Regions from separate parts of the Gossypium hirsutum genome. Here region 1 is linked to region 2. Evidence: chromatin contacts called from public Hi-C data. All regions are on one chromosome and are shown on one strand. The core of a region is the stretch at or near the end of the contact, and the rest is flanking DNA. Distances in the headings are between cores, read along the strand shown.

Region 1 (4,647 bases), core at 1,937-4,436, 53 kb after region 2:
TCCATCAAAACCAATGCAGCAAAAATTTACAATCAAGACTCGCCTCTTCAGCAGTAATATCTTCTAGATGGCTTGCTTCAACCCACTCCACAACAAGCTTCTTGCGATGGTGAACTGATGCATGCAAAAGTGCCTAAAGCAATAAACCTGTTAATTAGAAACCATTTGTATCACATGCATATTACCTGCACCCCTTAGAGCATCTTTGGTCCAACTGGAGATTCGGTAGTGGATGTTGTAAGACTAGAGTTGTAACTAAAGTTAGTTCAAAGAAGCTAAACAAGAACTTGGAGAACTTGATGGAAAATGTTGTAGGCTATAGAAAATAACAGGCTTCCCCACAAAAGTTCCACACTTTTGAAAGCCAAACACCTTGCATCTACTGTTGCAGTAGAAAAGCTCTTCCAGATATTACATCAAACAACCACTTATATCTCATAGAAGGTTTCATATGAGAGGAAAGAATTTTTTGGGGGAAGAAGGCAGGGATTACATGGTGCACAAGTAGCTAATGTAAACACAGCATTAACTATATAGAAATGACTTAGTGAAGGAGGTAAATGATAATGATGATGATGATAGATATAGCTTTTCGTAATTTTTAGAACTAATGAAGGTTTCACCTTTAAAACGGATAAGTAAGAATCTGTAAGCCCAACATATTTTCCAACCATGGCAATTTTAACCTGCAATGTAAATGACAGCAAATAACATTATGATTCCACCATGAGCAAATAAATACAACTCATAATTTACAGGTGCTTGAGACCCACAGGATCATGAAGCATGTCATAATTTTTGGTCCTAGCAGTCCACTCTGTTAAGTCAGGTTCCCTTGCAATCCTGCAATTCATAGAAACGCAAATATAAATGCCCGGAAAACCACAGCCAGATGCTGCAGAATAAAAAATTACTCCCATCACAGCAAAGATATAAAGAGAAAACAAAGGGAGAGGAGATTGATCATGCAACAGAAAAAGCAGAAAGAAGAGAGGGGTGGATATAGGGTTCAAAGGCAGACCCTAGAAGGTTCAGTCCTTTCAAGATTGCTTCATGTGCCTTTTGATCCTATTCATCATCAGAAAAAATATATATATAAATAACAAAAGGACATTCTGCAGTCAATTTGTGTTTGAGAAGTTAAACAACAATAAACTAAACAAAAAACTGTTCTAAAAAAACTTACTCTCAATAGTAAAGGTATGTGCCAGATATTTGGAACATCATAAAGAGTGACAATATTTTCTGCCTGGAAAAAGGTCATTTTTCTTAATAACAGTAATTACTGATTTTAGCAATGTGAAAGACAAATAGCATTCATATTGTATTACCGGCACATGGCAAAACTGAGAGAGTTTTTCCTTGACATTGTCATCAAGTGCCTATGGGGAAAAAAAGGAAAAGCTTAGTGAAAATTAATAAGAAATGCAAAACCAGCACCAGCGTATACATTTGAATAATAGAAATGACAGTTAAACCTTTGTACTGCGGCAAGCAAGAATATTTGGGGTCAAGCCAAGTCCTCTAAGTCCCCGAACACTATGCTGGGTAGGCTTTGTTTTCTGTTATTTTCAATTTGTCATAAAGATAATTAGAAATAGCACAAATCAAGCTTATAAGTTGATTACATGCAACAAGTTTCAGAACATGATCTATAATCTATATACAATTTACAAAATTTGATGTATAAACAGATACACAGTCTTTAGGTATACCTGCTCACCGACAACACTGAGAACAGGCACAAGGCTGACATGAACCAAACAGAAATTTCCAGTGCCTAAAATAAGAAACATCAAGTGAATTATGATCATACCAGTTGAACATCTGAGAGAAAATAACATTCAAAATTCAGATAAGGAAGAAGAACATTATTCTTACCTACACGGTATGAGAATTGACCAAGGGCTTCAATAAATGGCATAGATTCAATATCCCCTGGATAAAGAAAAGTGGTAAATAAGAAAAAAAAAATAAGAACAAGAATTGCAACAAACAGACAGAAATGAAGTGAATGTACCTATAGTTCCACCCAATTCAATGACACAAACATCAGCAGGACCTTCCTTTCCATCGACTGGTATCATTGCAGCACGTTCTATCCACTCTTGGATTTCATCTGTAATGTGAGGAACAACCTACAGCAGACAAGAGACTTAAATTAGGAAATCATAAGGTAGCAATGCATAGGAAATTTTGTTGATAGAAGAGTGGAAAGCTTAAAAACGGACCTGCACAGTCTTGCCAAGATAATCTCCCTTTCTCTCCTTGTCAATAACAGACTGTGAAAAACAGAAGGAGCATGGTGATTGAAGAGAGAGTTTTTGAATTGGAATGGAAGAAAGAAGAAAGCAACGCGAAGAGACCTGATAAATCTTTCCCGTTGTTATATTATTCTCACGCGTTAATGTGATGTCTAGAAAGCGCTCATAGTTTCCAAGGTCGAGGTCCACCTTAAATCAAATGTACGATATCATCATCATCAAGGTTCGATCGAACATGGATGTAAAAATAAATAGAAGAAAATAACCTCGCCGCCATCATCAAGGACAAACACCTCTCCATGCTCAAAAGGAGACATTGTACCGGCATCGGTGTTAAGATAAGGATCTGCAGATGACCATATTATTATAACGTGAAAAGAAAGAAGTGAGTGAAACCATCGGAATTGCAGAAGAAGAAAAAGAAAATACCAATCTTAATGGAAGTGACACGAAGGCCGCATGATTTGAGAAGAAGGCCGATGCTACTGGCAGTTACCCCTTTCCCAAGCCCGCTCACTACACCTCCTGTAACCAGCACGTACTTCATTTTCTTCTCTCTTTGTAGCACCAGCAGCTATAACAAATGAAATGAAAATAGAGGAGAATCAAAGGAAGATACTTATAAAATATCCAGCCAGCCAACCAACCGAAGCTTTGCTCTTCTTATAATACCAAAGCAAAGCATTACGCGAAAAGGAAAAAAAAAACAGACCTCTCCTCTCCTCTCGTCTGCTGGAATGAGAATGTCAAATGCGGCAATGCATGGAATTGAAACTAAAAACCAAAATCAGAGACATAAATATAAATAATAATGTATGTAATGGTAATACACCCTTTCTCCCTCTCTGACTCTTTGCTTTTTCAAGTTCAAGGCGGCGGGTGAATGAGTGAATGAAGGAAACAAACTATGCCCAAAACCCACGACCTTACCCTTTTTATTTCTTTTTTTTTTATACACCTAAACAATAAAATAAATAAACATAAACAAAATCATGCTTTTCCTTTTAGATTTATCCGAGAGTTAAAGATTACTTCAATCTGAATTCAACAATACAATATTATTAAATTTAAATTTGGTTTAAATTGAAATTTTATTAATGTTTTTATTTATATTATTGAAATATTTTTACTATTAAAAAGAATAAATTTTTATCTAAATAAAATTAGATTCGATTGGTAATGTAGGAGAACCTTTAAATACATTATCTCTTTATCTATGAACTGAAAAGAGACTATAGATAATTTAAAATATTGTATATATGGTCAAAACTTATAACTAAATTACTCAAAATGGATAATTTGAATCCAGCAAACTTAACCTAATTGAGCTCGTAAAGGATAAAATTCTTTTCCTAATCGTGTGACCCAACTTCTTAAACACCCCTACCTATAACATCCACCTATGTCTTACCTCTAAACCTATTGAAGAGCTAGGTTAGGTTTATATATATAATCTAGCTTGTTTCAATTGGATTGAAAAGATGGGTTGAGTTAAGTTGAGAATTGACAAAAAAAAAAATTAGTTCAATTCAACTTGGATTTATTTATCCATAGATTTAGTTTCAAAATTATTATATGTAAGATTTGAATAAAATTTTTGAATAATAAAATTAATTTATATAAATTTAAAAGGGAAGAATTCACTTGTATCAAAGTAATTTTAAAAGTTTTGTCGATTAAGTTTTAGTTCAATTAGTAAGAGCATTGTCGTCAATGCAGGAAAATATGGATTCAAGTGCGCTGAATCACATTATCCTTCTATTTCTGGGTTGGGGAGGGATTTTGGGTAGTTTTAGGCATTATGTCACAAAAAATAATATGATCAGAATCTATAATAAGATTGCTCAAAAAAAATAAAGAAGTTTTATATATTTTTGTACTATTAATATTTTAATGATTTAACATACATATTTTATACTCTATTCATATAGATAATGTATGTCAAGTTTGACATAAATTAAAATTCTAACGGTTTGTTTTATGTATAAAACTTTCAATTATTCAATAAATAGTAACATGTACAATATTTAGATCGATGTGATAGAGAAATCGAATCAATTCAAAATTTTACATGCATAATGTGTATAATTATATTGACAAACTCAACAACAAACACATACAAAAAAAAATGTAAAATTACTTTAATGCTAAACTAATGTAAGTGATTCCTCTCCTAAATTTAATTATAAAAATGCATTAGTAAAATATTTTTAATGATAAACGAGATCATTGAAATGAAATTAACATTTAATCAAGTGTACCACATCCTCTTTATTATCTTTTTAACTTCAAAAATAAGTATTCATCGATAAAGTTTTAAAATAAAAGTATCAATAAATGTTTATCAAAATTCAAATTGGTTTAATAATTTAAGTCCCCAAAT
Region 2 (4,255 bases), core at 1,192-3,691:
AAAAAGCCAAGAACCAACAGTCAACGGTATGTTAGCAGGGGATGCTGAAGCAATTTCAAGGAAAGGAAAGACAAAAACTGTGGATAAAGGCTCGGGGGAGAGATTAACAGGCTCTCAATTTTTTAAAAATATTAATAAGGTTGTTCAAGGGAAGGGGAACAAATTCAAGGCAGCAGGCAACTCTCGAATTCTTTTACGAGAATCAATGACCGAGTTGGTTGAGACCATTTCATCACAGGCCAATGGAGTTTTGGGCTTAAGTGACCCAATCCAGAGGGAGGAGAATCATGATAATCGGGACCCTTCCAAACAGTAAACCTTTAATTTTTACTTTATTTACTCAATTTTTATTTTATTATTTTTATATGTTTTTAAATCTAACAATTTTCTCGTGGAACTATCAAGGTTGTACAAGTAGTAAATTTATTCAGGTTTTTCAGGAATATAATTTAGAATTTGGACTAGACATAATGTGCTTGTTGGAACTGAGAGTTAGTGGTAAAAATGTAAATTTTATCATTGACAAATTGAGGTTTTGTAATTCTTACCGTGTTGAAGCTATTGGATTTTTAGGAGGAATTTGGGTGGGTTGGAAGGATTCGATTCAAATTAAAATTATCCAAAATCACCCACAATTCATACTGCTCTGTGTATCTGGTAACAGTTTTCCTAATTCTATTTTTATATCTTTTGTTTATGGTAGTCCAAACAGGAGGAAACGACAAGTTCTTTAGGAAGAGTTGAAATATGCTTTACCGTATGATCCTTTTCCTTGTTTAAATGAGTGATTTTAATGCTATTTTATCACCTAATAATAATAAAAAATTCATTCTTTTGGAAAGAGATGTAACCTCTTTGGCAATTTTATAGATTCATGTAATTTGTAGGACTTGGGATACGTTGGCCCTTCCTTTGCTTGGCAAAGAGCGGGAACATATGAGAGATTTGATCGAGCTCTGGCTAATGATTCTCGGATATCAGCCTTTCCTTATTGTCTAGTGTCTCACCTTTCGTGCATTAAGTCTGATCACAAGCCCATCCTTCTGAGGACTAATTTGAATTTTCGTTCATCTATAGGAAGGCCTTTTAGATTCATTGCTGGTTGGACCAAACATGCAAATTTTTCTTCTTTTGTAAAAGATAAGTGGAATTTCTTCGGTAATATGGCTAACTCTCTTTCTGGTTTTACTTATCACATTAAGGAGTGGAATATGTCTGTTTACGGTTTTATAGGTACTTGTAAAAGGAATATTATGAAGTCACTCTTTAATATCCAAAGAGCCTTGGACCACTCAGCCTCCAGTCGACTGCTTCAATTAGAGAATGATGTTCTTGATGAATTAGAAAACTTGCTTGATCATGAAAAAAGCTAAGTGTGATTGGCTTCAGCTTAGGGATTGTAATACCAACTTTTTCCATAGTCGAACAATCCAAAAGAGGAAATTTAATCGCATCACAACTTTACGTATTGATAATGGTGAGTGGTGTTCTAATCAGAATATCCTCAAAACCGAATTAGTTAGATTTTTCAAGAAATTTATGGTTAAATACCAAAAGCCCATGAAGGGATTACCGTCCAATTTATTCATTTATCTTAAGGAGCAAGACATTGTGTTTTTGGAAAAGGCAATATTTGATGAAGAAATCAAGAAGGCCTTATTTGACATGAACCCTCTAAAAGCTCCGGAAAGTGATGGTTTTCATGCTCACTTCTTCCAGAGTTAATGGGATATCGTTGGTAATGCAGTGTGTGTGTGGGTTCAAGGTGTTTTTGATGGTAACAACATTGACCCATAATTGAAATATACTCTTACTCCAGAGAAAGACTGTCTAGAGAAGTTCAGCCAGTAATTGCTAATAGATTTAAAATGGTGTTTCCTAACCTTATTTCGCAGGAACAAGCCGACTTCATTGCTAGACGAAGTATTTCTGATAATGTCATTATAGCTTAGGAAGTCATCTATTCCAAGCGGAAAAAAGGAAGGGGCAAAAATTAGATGGCGATCAAGTTAGACTTGGAAAAGGCTTATGACAGAGTGTGTTGGGATTTTATTGGTGCTTCGTTACAGGCTGCGGGGATTCCAAATTTTCTTATTTCAGTAATTATGACGGCCATTTCTTTGTCGACTATGCAGATTCTCTGGAATGGAGTGCCAACTTAGAAATTCAAGCTATATAGAGGGATCAGACAGGGATGCCCATTATCACCTTAGCTCTTTGTTTTATGTATGGAGTGGTTAGGGCATATTATTTGTGCAAATATTAACAAAGGTAAGTGGTGTCCAATTCGTCTGTTAAGAACGGGGACTGCTTTATCCCACTTTTTTTCGCAAATGATTTGGTAATTTTCTACAAGGGGGAGCTAGATCAAGCTCACTTATCAGTAGGTATCTTGAATCACTTCTGTGAATTCTCTGAACACAAGATAAGGAAAAGCAATATTTACTTCTCTAAAGGAGTTGAAGAGGATATTTGTTATCAGATTAATCAACTTTCGGGTTTTAGGAAGTTTGAAACCTTGGGAGTTATCTAGGAGTACCTCTTCTTCATGATCGGGTCAAGAAAATCACCTTGAGTTTTGTAGTGGAAAAGGTAAGGTATAAACTGCAAAATTGGGAATCAAGGAAATTATCCATTGCTGGAAGGATCATCTTGGCCCAATTTGTCCTCCTTACCATTACGAATTATTTTATACAGACTACGCTAATTTCAAAAGGAGTTTGCGAAGAGATAGAGTAGATTGTATGACAATTTATCTGGGGTTCTACTAGTGGCCATCTAAAACTTGCTTTGGTTGGGTGGGATTTCATTTGTCAACCAATGTCTCATGAGGGTCTTGGCTTGTGACATTTACATGATCACAATAATTCCTTTCTGTTGAATATTGGGTTCAACATAATCACTAAGGAAAACATTTTATGGGTTCGAATGCTTCGCACAAAATACGGTTTGAAGGAACACCTTTCTAATTCTATTGCAAGAAGTCAATGGTCACATTTATGGCTCTCTCTTTCTAAGATGTGGCCACTTTTATGTGAAAACTTAGCTTGGTCTGTGGGTAGTGGCACAAGCATTTGTTGCTGGAAGAATTCTTGGATCCTAGGAATCAGATCTCTTCTTTCTTTTGTCCCTGCTCACGTGAATATGGATATGGAAAGCACCCTTAAATATATGGTCATGCATGATAGATATTGGAATATAGATATATTTCGTGGTTGGTTACCTGAAGAGTTGATTCAACATATAATTAGTATTCCTCCTCCTATCCCAATTCGAGAGTAGATAGGATAATTTGGGCTTCTTCAGCTTTAGGTTCCTTTTCAGTTCGAAACGCTTTCTGGTCTTTAAAACAAAAGTCTTGGAATCCCAAAGACCCATTTTGGAAGAACATCTGGAAATATCAAGGCCTTCAAAGAGTCCAAACTTTCCTTTGATTAGCTTATAAGCAAAGATTTCTTACTAACTCGGAGCGCACTAGGCGAGGTTTGGGTCTCAACAACTCTTGTTACATTTGTGGCCATGAAATAGAAGACATTCTCTATGTTCTTTGGGATTGTGTGGCTGCAAAGGAAGTGTGGATGTATATCGATCCAAATGATCAACAAATCAGGTTCTTTTCTGACCTTTTTCAAATTTGGTTTTCTTCTAACCTTTGTTGTCATTTGCATTTGCAAGAGCGTGGGGTGTTGTGGTCGAGTCTCTTTGGGATAATTACCTGACGAATTTGGAAGAATAGAAACCTCTTCATTTTCCAAAACATTAATTGGCATGCCTTCAAAATCATTAGAGTTTCTTTGAGCTGGCACAATAGTTTGAGTCAAGTTAGAATGCTTACAAACCCAATTCCTTAAACCCATACTAAAAAAGGCATACTAAGGAAATGTGGGTTCATCTTTTTTCTGATGGTGCTGTGGAGAGAGCCACTGGAAAAGCGTCTGCTGGAGGAGCGATACGTGACATGGAAGGTAATTGGATTGTGGGTTTTAATCACTTTTTTGGGCAACTGTACTCCATTTGAGGCAGAACTATGGGGTATTCTTGATGGGGTCCTGGTTATGCTAAAGAAAGGATAAAAACGAGCCACAATTCAGAATGATAATTTAGAAGTGATTAAGGCTTTGATTGAAAAGGAGATGGAAGATTCAGGCATCACGATACTTAGAAGGGTACAAAGGACTATGCATTCTGAAGGTCAGTGGTGAATTCGTTATGTGCCCAGAGAGAAAAATGTAGTTGCAGACTGAATGGCTAAACT

The links. Hi-C and Micro-C count contacts between places; a contact is called where the count stands out from the background.
Region 1: a Hi-C map of petal shows a contact between it and region 2, with 4 times the contacts expected there. The contact joins the promoter of LOC107922307 here to the enhancer-like site in region 2. A contact is called at or near these places in 10 of 34 Hi-C or Micro-C datasets (anther, cotyledon, hypocotyl and 3 more).

What each region holds. Positions count from the first base shown.
Region 1 is chrD01:14,831,697-14,836,343 of Gossypium_hirsutum_v2.1, forward strand. LOC107922307 (CTP synthase) reads right to left here and starts at 3,187. Exons shown (of 22, transcript XM_016852283.2): 1 at 2,977-3,187; 2 at 2,694-2,838; 3 at 2,531-2,610; 4 at 2,367-2,453; 5 at 2,232-2,282; 6 at 2,021-2,138; 7 at 1,882-1,938; 8 at 1,716-1,780; 9 at 1,479-1,562; 10 at 1,332-1,382; 11 at 1,187-1,249; 12 at 1,022-1,068; 13 at 774-843; 14 at 624-686; 1 more. The coding sequence starts at 2,811.
Region 2 is chrD01:14,779,775-14,784,029 of Gossypium_hirsutum_v2.1, forward strand. LOC121213865 (a long non-coding RNA gene) reads left to right here. Exons shown (of 2, transcript XR_005909346.1): 1 at 1-312; 2 at 888-4,255. Among protein-coding and RNA genes, the nearest start is that of LOC121213865, 2.4 kb to the left of the region's middle. Within about 2 kb of position 2,442, at least 4 of the 9 cell types and tissues checked have an H3K27ac peak or open chromatin away from gene starts, as enhancers often do. A contact at or near this core is called in cotyledon, where this site is marked.